3 separate regions of the Mus musculus genome follow, and regions 2 and 3 are each linked to region 1. Evidence: chromatin contacts called from public Micro-C and promoter capture Hi-C data. All regions are on one chromosome and are shown on one strand. Each heading gives the region's core, a stretch centred on a gene start, on an enhancer-like site or on the middle of the called end of the contact. The rest is flanking DNA. Distances are from core to core; before and after follow the strand shown.

The links. Promoter capture Hi-C pulls out the DNA fragments that hold promoters and counts their contacts. Hi-C and Micro-C count contacts between places; a contact is called where the count stands out from the background.
Region 2: a contact with region 1 is called in a promoter capture Hi-C map of neural stem cells. The contact joins the enhancer-like site here to the promoter of Isl1 in region 1. A contact is called at or near these places in 9 of 39 promoter capture datasets (the HPC-7 cell line, HPC-7-derived erythroid cells, cranial neural crest and 5 more), 8 of 115 datasets of contacts at active chromatin or transcription factors (craniofacial prominence, embryonic basal ganglia, embryonic forebrain and 5 more) and 2 of 9 other capture datasets (embryonic stem cells and liver).
Region 3: a contact with region 1 is called in a Micro-C map of embryonic stem cells, with 3 times the contacts expected there. The contact joins the promoter of Parp8 here to the promoter of Isl1 in region 1. A contact is called at or near these places in 6 of 39 promoter capture datasets (cranial neural crest and embryonic stem cells), 9 of 484 Hi-C or Micro-C datasets (all in embryonic stem cells) and 4 of 115 datasets of contacts at active chromatin or transcription factors (astrocytes and embryonic stem cells).

The regions. Positions count from the first base shown.
Region 1 is chr13:116,307,758-116,311,586 of GRCm38.p6, forward strand. Isl1 (ISL1 transcription factor, LIM/homeodomain) reads right to left here and starts at 1,931. Exons shown (of 6, transcript NM_021459.4): 1 at 1,638-1,931; 2 at 517-706. The coding sequence starts at 1,665. RefSeq lists promoters at 1,728-3,829, 1,730-2,108.
Region 2 is chr13:115,419,736-115,423,564 of GRCm38.p6, forward strand. No RefSeq gene overlaps it. Among named protein-coding and RNA genes, the nearest start is that of Gm25985, 310 kb to the left of the region's middle. Within about 2 kb of position 1,951, at least 9 of the 459 cell types and tissues checked have an H3K27ac peak or open chromatin away from gene starts, as enhancers often do. A contact at or near this core is called in neural stem cells, where this site is marked.
Region 3 is chr13:117,023,888-117,027,716 of GRCm38.p6, forward strand. It overlaps Parp8 (poly (ADP-ribose) polymerase family, member 8), which reads right to left and starts at 1,644. Exons shown (of 27, transcript NM_001081009.2): 1 at 1,478-1,644; 2 at 1,289-1,390; 3 at 288-342. The coding sequence starts at 1,379.

The DNA.
Region 1 (3,829 bases), core at 681-3,180:
GTTTTAAAATTTTTTATCAAAGGAAGAGTCACCCCAAAAGTAAAGGGAGCAATGTTTGTACTTGTTCTTCAAAAATCCTTTGGTGAAACTTTTGTCTGTTTATTTGGAGCCCCCAAAATAATGTAAGTCATTGATAAAACAGGAGAAAAATAAATAAGATGATAAACTATACAGTGAAAATAGAATTTTTAAAGTTTGAAACCCTAAACTTATTTGCCTTAATTTTGTTGTTGTCCTTAGGGAAGTTTAAAGAGGGAAATAATCTTTTGTATGAAAAATTCAAAGAGTCATTAACAAACCTTATCAACAAAAATTTATGAAACACAGCGACACCCCACCCCCCAAAGATATGAAATGAACAACAGTTTAATTTTAAAAACATTTCTTGTACACTGGGCACTCTAAAGTAAACGTTCTCCCTCCCTCTAAAAACAACAAAACAAAACAAAGGCACATCAAATAATAAACAAGGAGAGCCAAGAAATCTCAGAAAATAACCCTGTAAAAATGGCATACCTGATATAATCTCTTTTACAGTAGGTTTTCCCATCCCTAACAAAGCACGTACAGCTTTCGTCCAAATACTGATTACACTCCGCACATTTCAAACATGCTGCATGCCACTCCAAATCCGGAGAAACCCTCAGAATATACTGGTCGTGAATTTGATTGCCGCAACCAACACACAGGGAAATCAGACGTTTTTCTGAAATGAAAATAAATGCATGATTGACTAACCGTTTACTTCCTACAGAGATAAACACACTTTTAGTGTCGTTCTCTTATAGGGTGTATTCTGGAAGAATTTTTTTCTTTCCCTTTTTTTTTTTTTCTTGTTCTTCCCTTAAAGAGTATTGCACTTTGGGATGGTAATTGGAGTGTGCCATCAAAACCTTGACTCGCTTTTTTAAAAAGGGAGGTGGAATATATGTAAAACGCAGATTTGAATAGTCTACATTGTAAGCTTAGCACGCAATCAAACCCGCTCATTTTGTGTTTTCTCCCTCCTCCCTCTTTGCTATAATCATTAGGCAAGATTATGGATAAGTCATGTCAAAGAAAAGGTTTTGACTAGAAGCGTTAAAGCAACGCTGGGATGTCTATATTTTCCGTGAAGCACGTTCTTCAATAGCACGCGGGAATGGATATTGTTAGAAGAGTAGACATCAATACAGTTGTCACTCGCTCTCTTTTGCAAGTCTAATGCTAATTCATATCTGCCGGTGTGGTTTGTGCAGGCAGACCTTTGCTACATAATAACTTCTCCAAGAGCTCCGGAATCCGGAGGAGGAAATCACCGCTAAGCACCGGGCAGGCGGCTAGAGTTTGGGAGGGCACAGAGCATTCAAACACAAGGTATGATCAGTTTCTCAAAGATCGGAATTCACACCAAACATGCAAGCTGCAAGCGTGACAAGAAGAAAACACACACACACACACACACACACACACACACACACACACACACACACACACACACAACAGCAGCAGCAACAACAACAACAAAAGGACCACCTTCTCTTCTGTCTCTCCAGGCAGTGACTACAAATCCAAAGAGCCCTGTCATCGGTGCCTGAGAGAGACCCCCCCACACCACAACAGCACACCAAGCCCCACAAGGTTAAACCGCTTCTTACTTTTTGGTGGATCGCCCATGTCTCCCATATCTGTAAGAGGGAGTAATGTCCACAGTGAAATGGTGGTTGGACAATTGGTGAATAGCCCACAGAGAGGATGCTGGTGCTGTGGCTAGGTGGCAAATAGTGGCCCCCGGGGTTGCCAAAACTGGGGGAAACAGCTGCCCGGCTGCGCCGCGCCCTCGCAGATCTGGGAGTCCGATTTAAGCCGGCGGAGTTGGCAGAGCGGAGGCGCAGCAGCAGCGGCGGACTCGCACGGCTCGGGGCACCTCTCTTCCTTATCTCTTACTCAAACTTCTCAGCTCCAACTCAGCTCCATCGCCATTGGTCTGACGCAGCGCGCGGGGACGTCAGGCGAGCGCCGCGCCCATTGGCTGCGGGGCGCGCGGCGCAGCTGTTCTGATTATCATATTTCAGCCCCGGCGCCTCCGCGCGCCACTGCCCGCTCGGCGAGCCCGCAGGAGAGGATTAAGCCTCCCGAGGCCACGTCGCTCCTTGGGCGCCGGGTGGCCCGGGTCCCCGGCCGCCGCCTCCTTGTCCACCACCCCCTCCCCGCGCCTTCCCGGACGCGCCGCGTCGTGTCCTGGGGTTCCAGCGCCGCGGGCTCCCCGCGGACCTTGGGCTGCGCTGAGCTCGGGGCTCCCTTTTCTGCCGCCCGTGGCGAGTAGCTGGTGGGTAGGTCCTTCCTGTGAAGCGGGTCCCTACCGGGCTCCAGGAAAAGGGGGGCACTTGGAACGGGCCGCTTTCCTTCACTGACTCCCGTGCTGGCGCGCACAGCCCAGGGCTGGCCAATTTCGCTGCCTGCGGGAAGGGCGCATCTGCTGGAGCTAGCAGCGCGCTACGCGTTAGGGGACAAACCCGGAGTAGGACGGTTAGACCCAAAAGAAATGGGTTTTTTTATGACTTCGTTTTTGTGTTCTTTTTTTTCTTTCTTTCTTTCTTTTCTTTCTTTTTTTCTTTTTCTTGCTACCGTGTTGACCCTGTTACTCCCCAATCTGAGCTCTCCAAAGACTTGGGGTGGGAGGAAAGGGGAGCTTGTCTCCCTAGCGGACAATCGGGTTGGAAACGCAAAGGTCAAACGAAAAGGTAAAACGAATTAACTCCGAGGTTGGTTCCTTTCCTCCCGACCCGTGAGGTCTCCTGTTCAATTTTAAGTCTAGCATGAAAGTGTTCTAATCTAGAGTCAGAGTGCAGGACCCTAAAGTTTACGGGGGTGGGGTGGGGTTGTCCATGTCTGTCTATGGATCTGTTGTCCACTCTTTTTTAAGGCAAAGGTGCACTGGGCCCTTAAACGGCTTGGTAATTATAAGCGCAACTTTACAATATTCTCTAGAGACTTTTAAATCTTTTAGTATGAAGGCGTGAGCAGGGAGGGTCTGTTGCAAAAGAAGAGTGGGGCGCCTACTTCCCTCCCCTGAGGTTAGCTTTCTAATTTGTTTCCTCTGGGGAAGCCATCTGGAGGAGATGTTGGCTGCATCTCACCGGTAACTTTTGCCAATAATTTCTTTCCTGATTCCCCAAAATCTACAGTCTTTCAGAGGCAGTTATTAGGGGACACACAGAATTCCCACACTTCTGCCGGAGCTTCTAGAGGGACTTTGATCAGAGAGAGAGAGAGAGAGAGAGAGAGAGAGAGAGAGAGAGAGAGAGAGAGAGAGAGGCTACAAACAGAATCGTAGAAGGGTTCAGCTTGTTTTTTTTTTTGTTTGTTTGTTTTGTTTTGTTTTGTTTTCCTCTTAGAAGAGCCAGAGGTTAGGGAACTCCTTTTTGTGTTTCTTCCACCAGATCTAAACCATGATAAAACCTGTGAACCCCACCTAGGCCGCAGTGGCCGAGTTAGAAAGCCTGTGACTTTTCAGAGTACACACAGAGAGAAAAGAGGTTAAGAAGCAGGAGTGGGTTTTTCCCCCCTTTCTTGTTTTGCTGTTTTCTTTAAGAAGGCAGATGGGAATCTCTTCCCTTCCTGTTCTTTTTTTTTTTTTAATTATAAATTATTTTGAAGTCCGTGAGCAGGATGGAAAGTTGTGTAGACTCCGGTTAACTTTACCGGTTGGTTGTGTTTTTTCCTTTCAACCCCGGTTTCTGCTCTCTGACATCCTATGTGTGGTATCTTTTGTCAAGCTGCTTTTGCCAAGCCCAGAGAAGCAGTTCCCTCCGTACAAGGGCATGCTACCCTTCTATACAGCCAGGTT
Region 2 (3,829 bases), core at 701-3,200, 890 kb before region 1:
GTAAGAGTCTTATGTGTATCTTACCCTCTGATCCGTGCCCAAGAACATAAAGCTTTATAAAAATTAAGTTGCTCTTTACTTAAAAGGCACACATACATGTTTTAATAGTCAGCGTTTACAACTGCAATGGATTCCTCTGTATATAAACCAAGTATTAAATTGATCATTTTGATAATTTAACATGATGAAGACATTTTTTGTCTTAGTTATGTCTTCACTTAGTTCTAAGTTCAACTCCTATCATTTCTCTGAGTATATTTAAACAGAACAATTAACTTATTAAGAGGCACAGTTTAGGCACAGTGGTGATAGTATCTAGACACAATTTAGGAAGGCTCTCAGAACAACACAGAACAGGTCCATGACTTGACAATTTAAACTTATTTCAGTGTAAATGACGATTGCTAGAGTCAGACAAACTCCTAAAAAAGGAAAAAAAAACCCTTTTATTTAATCATTTTTAAAAACTTTGTTGATCTAAGATGGTCTGAAATTCAAATATATTGGAAATATAAGGTATTTGCACGTTATTGGCTTACTTTTTGTAAAATGAGATTATTTGCTGTAAAGTATTTCAATGAACTAAAACCAACAGTGAGCTTCCCACTACACAATTTTAGAGCTGTTACTTTAAAAAGAGATATTTATATGTTGGCTAAAACTGATGGATGGATCAGTGAACGGATCCCTGTCTATTTCATGGGAATTATCAGCCTTTTGTTCCATTTATATAAAAAGCAACAATTGTTTTTGTCAAGTCATCCTCTAGTAGTTAAAAGTGGGGTGCAGAGTATTTAGCCAGGTGTTTAATCATGACATAGTCTACTTTCTCTTTATATATACATAGATATACATAGTATAGATATATAGATATATCTATATATAAGACAAGAAGGGTGTGGATTCATGTTCAAACATCCAAGCCAGAGGTTAATCTCAGGGGTCTTCTTCTGTCACGTTTCACATTCATTTTATTCCTATTGTTTTCCTTTTTTATTGTTTTGATATAATGTCCCTCACTAGACCTTACTTTGAGGAGACTGGCTGACCTTAGGATCTTTTTATTTTGTCCCATGGCATTGGGGAGGCCAATGTGTGCTGCCAAGCTAGTGGGTTTTCTCTTCCTTTTGGTTATTGTTGTTTAAGACAAATTTTTGGGATGGGAACTGCAGTTTTTGTGTCTTTGTGTTTTAGTGTCAATCAAGCATTTTACATAGTGGGCAGTCTTACCAGCTCTAATAGTACTTTCGAAAATTATTTTCTAGTATCAATTCAAAGCAAGAACAAACACACCTAATGTACTTCTCTCATATTTCCTGACTGCTTAGGAGGAAGCAAATAAATACACAATTTAACCAGTCTCCTATTTGGATTGGTTTCATTATCTTGCTATCATATTTTAATTCTTTATGGGCAACGGTGTTCCAGTATACTAATGTTTAACTTTTCCTTTACCATATCCCATTTAAGTTATTTTTAAAGATTATACACACTATGAGGTTTTGAATAAAACTTTTAGAAAGAGTATATCTGAAATGAGGGGTTTTTACACTACATACTTTTCTTCAGCAATTAGTTTTAATCTTCAATTACACAATTATAATGTAACAAGCATCACAATATAAAGGAAGAACATAAAGTTCAGAGTTCATTGACGTTTTGAGATCTGGATCACTAGCTCTGTGTGAAGCTTGAGAAAATGATCTAACTTGCCACATTCTGGTTTTCTCTAAATAATGAGTAGAGATAATAAAGCTTAACTATTGCAGTGTCTGAGGATTAGAGACAGTGCACACCACACACCCACTCCTTTAACTGCTCTCCAAGCCAACCTTACTGGGAGGGTGGCAATTATTTTCCAATCTAAGCTACTTTTCTGCTGTGCTCCATTTTCCTAGCATGCTGCAAGGTCCTGGCAGATGCCTTTTGTATTTATCTGATGTCACGCTATTCTGCTACAAGACCTTCAGTGTCCTAGTACAGGAAGTTCACTGGACTGCCTGCTGCTGAGGCTGTTGCTATGGTAGCACTTGTTTTCTGAACTGCAGTCACTCTCTTTCTTAATTTTTTTTATATTATATCATGCATTAGATTGCTATCACCAATCTGAAAGTGTTTTCTTGTATTTTTTTAAGACTTATGATAAGGTTGAGCTATTTTATTTTTTTTTAAAGTTTTGATTTCGAATTTGGCAGTTATGTTAGATTGATCTTTTTTGTATTATTTTTATTTTTTTTATTGAAGGATATATCTTGCTTAGAAACCAAGTAAATCAGAAGACAATAAAAGAAATGAGAGACTAATTTTTGCATACCCCCTAGAAATTCCTAATTTCATTAGTGGATTTCTTTACATACATACAAATACATACACATACACACATGCAAGCTTGCACACACACACACACACACACACGCAAAGCTTGCAAACACATGCACACACACACATGCAAGCTTGCACACACATGTGCACACACACATGCAAGCTTGCACACACATGCACACAGAGACACAGACACAGACACACACACACACAGACACACACACACACACACACACACACACACACATGCTTGTAGACTACAACAGTGGTTCTTAGCCTGTGAGTTGGCACCTCTTTGGGGTTGCATTTAAGACATCCTGCACATCAGATATTTACATTATCATTCATATCAGTAGCAAAATTACAGTTCTCAAGTACCCATGAGATCATTTTATGCTTGGGGACGGGGGCGTCCACCACAACACGAGGAACTATGTTAAAGGCTACAGAACTAGGAAGGTTGAGAACCACTGAACTACAGGGCAGTTCAGTGGAACCATACAAGTTTATACACAGTTAAATAAGAAAAGTCCCATACAAATTCAAATTGACGATGAATTATTCTAAAATGAAGTAGAGAAAAATTATAAGCTCCAGAAAATCAGTGAAGGCAAAAGCAGGTGGAGATCCCATGCCTTGTAGGGGTTGTAGGGGTTCTTCTCTATCAAAGATATATATATTTTTTAGAAATATTTGGTATTAATGTGAAATGTCATGTAATCTTTGGGGTCCTCTTTCTAACTACTTCCCCAGGCCCTAGAGGAGTTTACATGAGGCTCATAATTCAAGGCCCAGAGGTTATAAAACTCCAAAATGTGCTAACTGTAGCTCCTATTTCTATTTTTGTCAGATCTGTCCTCATTTTTCAGCCACTGAGAATTTTATTCACTACACGTTGGCTTCAGCTGTGCACCTAAGAGGGCTTGTGATAATCTACACATCCCTCTGACATGTGTTGAAGTTGTGGGTTTGGGAATGTTTGATCTTCCCTTATAATGAGGGTGTGTTTCTACATCACATTTTCACCTCAGGTTTTTCAGCCTAGGCTTGGGATGCCTGTTTTGCTTGGGATGTGTTGATTCATAATCTCCATCAGGATATTGGCAAATTATCAGCAGTTTATTCTTGTCCACTTCACTAGTATATTAGTTACAATTTTTTCAGGACACTTATCCATTTCTTTAGAAGTATGTTTGAAAGCTAAATTAGGGTTCTGTTGATGGAGAGGAAGAAAATGTAAAATTTCCTTGCTTTAAACCAGACACTGTCTCTCTCCTGCTAAGGTCTGGGGTGACAGCCCCTGATTCACTTATAAGGAACACGTTTCTTCCAGCTCATCACTTCTGAAAAGTGATAGTCGCTACTGCTTTAGCCACAACCTTCACTTTTTATACTTTAAAACAGTACAAGGGTGGAACAGTGTTTAAGACATAAAAAGAGCATACAATAGTATTTTATTAGAAATGTTGAGAGACATGCCAAGTTGTCATGTTGTTTAATGTACTAT
Region 3 (3,829 bases), core at 394-2,893, 720 kb after region 1:
GCCTGTGTCAAATCCAGAACGCCTAAAGAGCAATCTACTACTGAAGCAGAACACTATGTGGAGTTCTGCTCATCCTCTGTTAGCTTAAGAAGAAAAAAAAAACTTCAAACATATTTATTTTCCCTCTTCTATATAAAATCGGGAGACAACTGGCGAGGAATGCAGCTAGATAGCAGTCCCAAGATTAAACAAACAAGCAAAAAAATACCCAAACACGGAAGACACCAGGAACAAAGGAAACACAAGCGTGTGAACAGGAAATGAAGCAACTCTATACACATAAATACCTTTTGGGGCCGCCAACGTAGGTGAAAGTAAAGGTGGAGTCTGAGTATCTGAAATCTGAAACGGAAAGTCGTGTTATAAGCCACCCCATGTGTTGTTTTTAACCCCAATTCTGTCTTGAACCTACACTTTTGTGTGAGCCTAGGAGGCCCGATGGGGAGGGAAGCAAAGGCTGGAGAGCTAGGGGCCGCCAGCAGGGTGGTGCAGGAGGGGATGCGGAGCACCCCGTGGGGTGCAGCGGGAGGCCGCCCCCCGCAACAAGTGCCGGGTGCCATGGCAACAGCGGGAAATTCCCAGCCAAGCAGCCGGAAGCAGCCCCTGGCAGGCTTCGGGCTGCGAAGCCCGAACTGCCCTCGGCCTTGGATGGGGGGGTGGGAGGACGGGGAGCAAAGATGGACGCAAAGCGACCCCCAGGTTGGGCCTGCGTAGCTCGGGAACCCCGGGAATCCATCCATCCCTTCCCCGGGGCGGTGTCCTGCGCGCTCGCCGAGGAGCGGGTGCAGCGGAGGGGGCGGGAGCTCGGCCCAGCGCTGCCTTCTCCCGGGGCCTCGGCGCCTGGCGGGAGCAGCGCAGCGCAGCGCAGCGCAGCCGGTCCCTTCCCGGCCGCCGCCGCTCGGCCGATGGCGCAAAGCCGCCGGGCTCTAGCCCGCCCCGCTCGGCCACGGCTGCCGAAGCCGGGAGGCAAAGCTCGGATGCTCTGGGCACCGCCAATGGCTGGAACCCAGCGCCCGGCCCCTGCACTCTGATCGCGCGGGTCCTGCCCCAGGAGCCGGAGACTGCCCTGGCCTGGTGGGGTTTTTTGGGGGGGAGGGGGGTGGCTCGTGCCCCCCTCCTCTTTGGGTTTCAGCTCACGCCGCTGCAGCTATTTCCAAATGCACCCGGAATGGGGACTTGCCGCCCCACACTCCCAAGCTACACGCGTCGCGGTCAGAAATCTGGGCAATGGGGGTAGACAGAGGGGAGGCTGACTCCTGGTCCCAGGATCCGAGAGGCAAGAACTCACCTGCAAACAGGCAGTCTTTCTCGGCTCTTGACTTCTGGATCACGACGTCGATATCCTTCTGAATTCTCTCTTGCCTTGAACACATCCCCATTAAATAAATCCCTGGAAAAGAAGCAGCCGCTATTTCCACTCCACCCCACCCCCCTCGCACGCTTCCAGCTTTCGTAAATATTCAGTTAAAAATGAAACCTCTGGCCGAGGCAGGGGCTGAAGGCGAAGTGGTTTCGGAAGTGATCCCGGGTGAGAGAGGAGGAGGAGGTGGAGGAGGAGGAGGAGGAGGAGGTCGGCTTTGCATTCCCAGATGTGACCGCCCAGCTGCTGCTCGCCGCTGCTGGATTCCAATTTCCTCCTGTTCTGACAATGGATGGTGATGACACGGAGTCTCACTTTCTCCCTCCCCCCCCACCCCCGCCCGGACTGACGGCCGTAGGAAAACGAGGGGCCCGAAGGGGGCCGGGGACCGCTGGAGAGCGATCGGCAGCTGTGGAGCGGCAGGCGCCGGAGAGGGGCGAGCCCCGCTCCGACTCACGCGCGCACACCCCTCGCGGCCCGCACGCCGGCCTTCCCACACCCGCGCACACTCGCGCCCGCGGGCGGCGGCCGTGCCCAGGCTGCTGCAGCGCCGCCCGCCAGCCGCAGACCCTCCCGCACCCGCCGCGGGTCACCGGGCCCGGCTGCGCGCCGCTGGGGCTTTAATAGTATCCGCCATCCGCGCAGGCTGGATTTCCCCACCCCCGACTGCCACTCGAGCCGGGAGCTGAGTGACAGTGTAGGTAGTGAAGACTCCCTGGAGCTCCCAGCCTCTCCCGCACCACCACCACCACCCCTCCTCTTTCCACCACTTTTATGAATTCGACTCCACTTTCAGAAGGAATTATGAGTCATATGGAAACCCAAGCCGGAGTGGCTGGGAGGAAGAAAGAGGGGGAAAAGAAAAAAAAATCTTTACGAATTAAAAATAAAGTGAACAAGTCTTTCCTTGTAATCACATCAGGCAAAGGGAGAAAGGCTGGAGATCACTCTAGGAGGACTCTCCCATTTCCTTATTGCCTTCTTTTTTGGTGGTGAGGTGATGGGGGTTCTTTTATTGTTTTGCTTTGCTTTTGCTTCTCAGGGTGGTTTGTTTGTTTGTTTGTTTGTCCCAGGTTTGAGAAGCTCTTTTGAAAATGAAGCCCTTTCTAGACTCCAAAGACTCTTGTTCTTCCTTTCCAGCTCTGTTCATAAGAAATTGGCCTGAGGGGACTCCCTAAGTCAGGGATACCTGGCTTGGGTCTTATTCAAAACCTCAGCCTTCTGTGGGCTGAGGCAAGGGAAAGTTTCTCCAGCCCTAATACCTTGCGCAACAAGGAAAACCATACTGTCCGCTCTCTATTGCCCTGCTTTAAGCTTATGATGGTTGGTCCACCTTTTCTGCCGCAAGGAACCTGAACCCGCTCCACCAAGCTCTTTTCTTTAGCATCGTTTCTGAGAAGTGTCCCCCAGGCAGACCATAGGTATATTGTTTTGCATTCTAAGACCAAGCAGTGTCTGGAATATAGGAGGTGTTATCAATCATGTTGTCCGGAACCTTTTAATCTTCCCGATAGGAATAGTGAGTAGGGGAAGCTTTTCCTGTGCTGGCAAGCCTGAGTCAGTACCCTGGAGCCTAGGGGCTGAACAGACACGCCCAGAAGAGTATTAGAATTTCAAACCCTTTTCAAGGCAGAGACTGACTGCTGGAAACACTCAGGCTGGAGGCTTATGGTATATATCCAGCCTTTTAACATCATCTGTATTCTCACGCTTTTCCTCTTGTAATCCTCAGTTTCCGACAGCCTTTAGTGACGGCAGAAGACAGCATACATCCCACAGCAGTTAGGTGGGGCTTTGCAGGGTTAAAGCTCTCCTTTGAGCCTGGCCTTGGACACAGTGATCCTTAACCTAACTACAGAGACAGGTCACTGTGAGACTGGTCTGAGGCCTGTAGCTGCTCAGATCCATATCCCTTGAAGCTTGAGAGCTCTGGGGATCTCATCCACAGAGCACCCAAGGCCTTCGCTTTCCCTTCGCTGCCTTGCTTGAAGAGACTTCACTAAGGGTTAACGTTGTAATAAAGTGAGCCAAATAATCTGATTATATAGCCAGGAAAGAAAAGCACATGTATGAACCAATCCTGGCAGTTCCTCCCTCATACGGGACCATGTGGGCACCAATCGCAGGCCTGAGGATCACTAGGGAAACTAGTCTCCAGCTGATAGTGGGTGGAGAAGGCTTCAAGGTTATCTAGAGTTTACCAAGGCGTGAGGCAGCAAGAGATCCAGTGCTATTTGAAACACTTGAGTCCGAGGCCGTGAGGTTAGGAGTTAAGAGTTACGCTTCACTTTGGTAGCTGGGTTGCTTCTTCCATCCCAGAGGCAAGGAGCAGTGGTGCTTTGCAGTAAAGCTTCCTAAAGCCTCCAGGAGTATTCGGAATGGCACATGGCTAGGATGCGAGTATTTGGGCTGGCTGCTCGGCTGATAATCCTTTGCTTAAGGCAGCCAGACAGCAAGGCAAGGTATTGC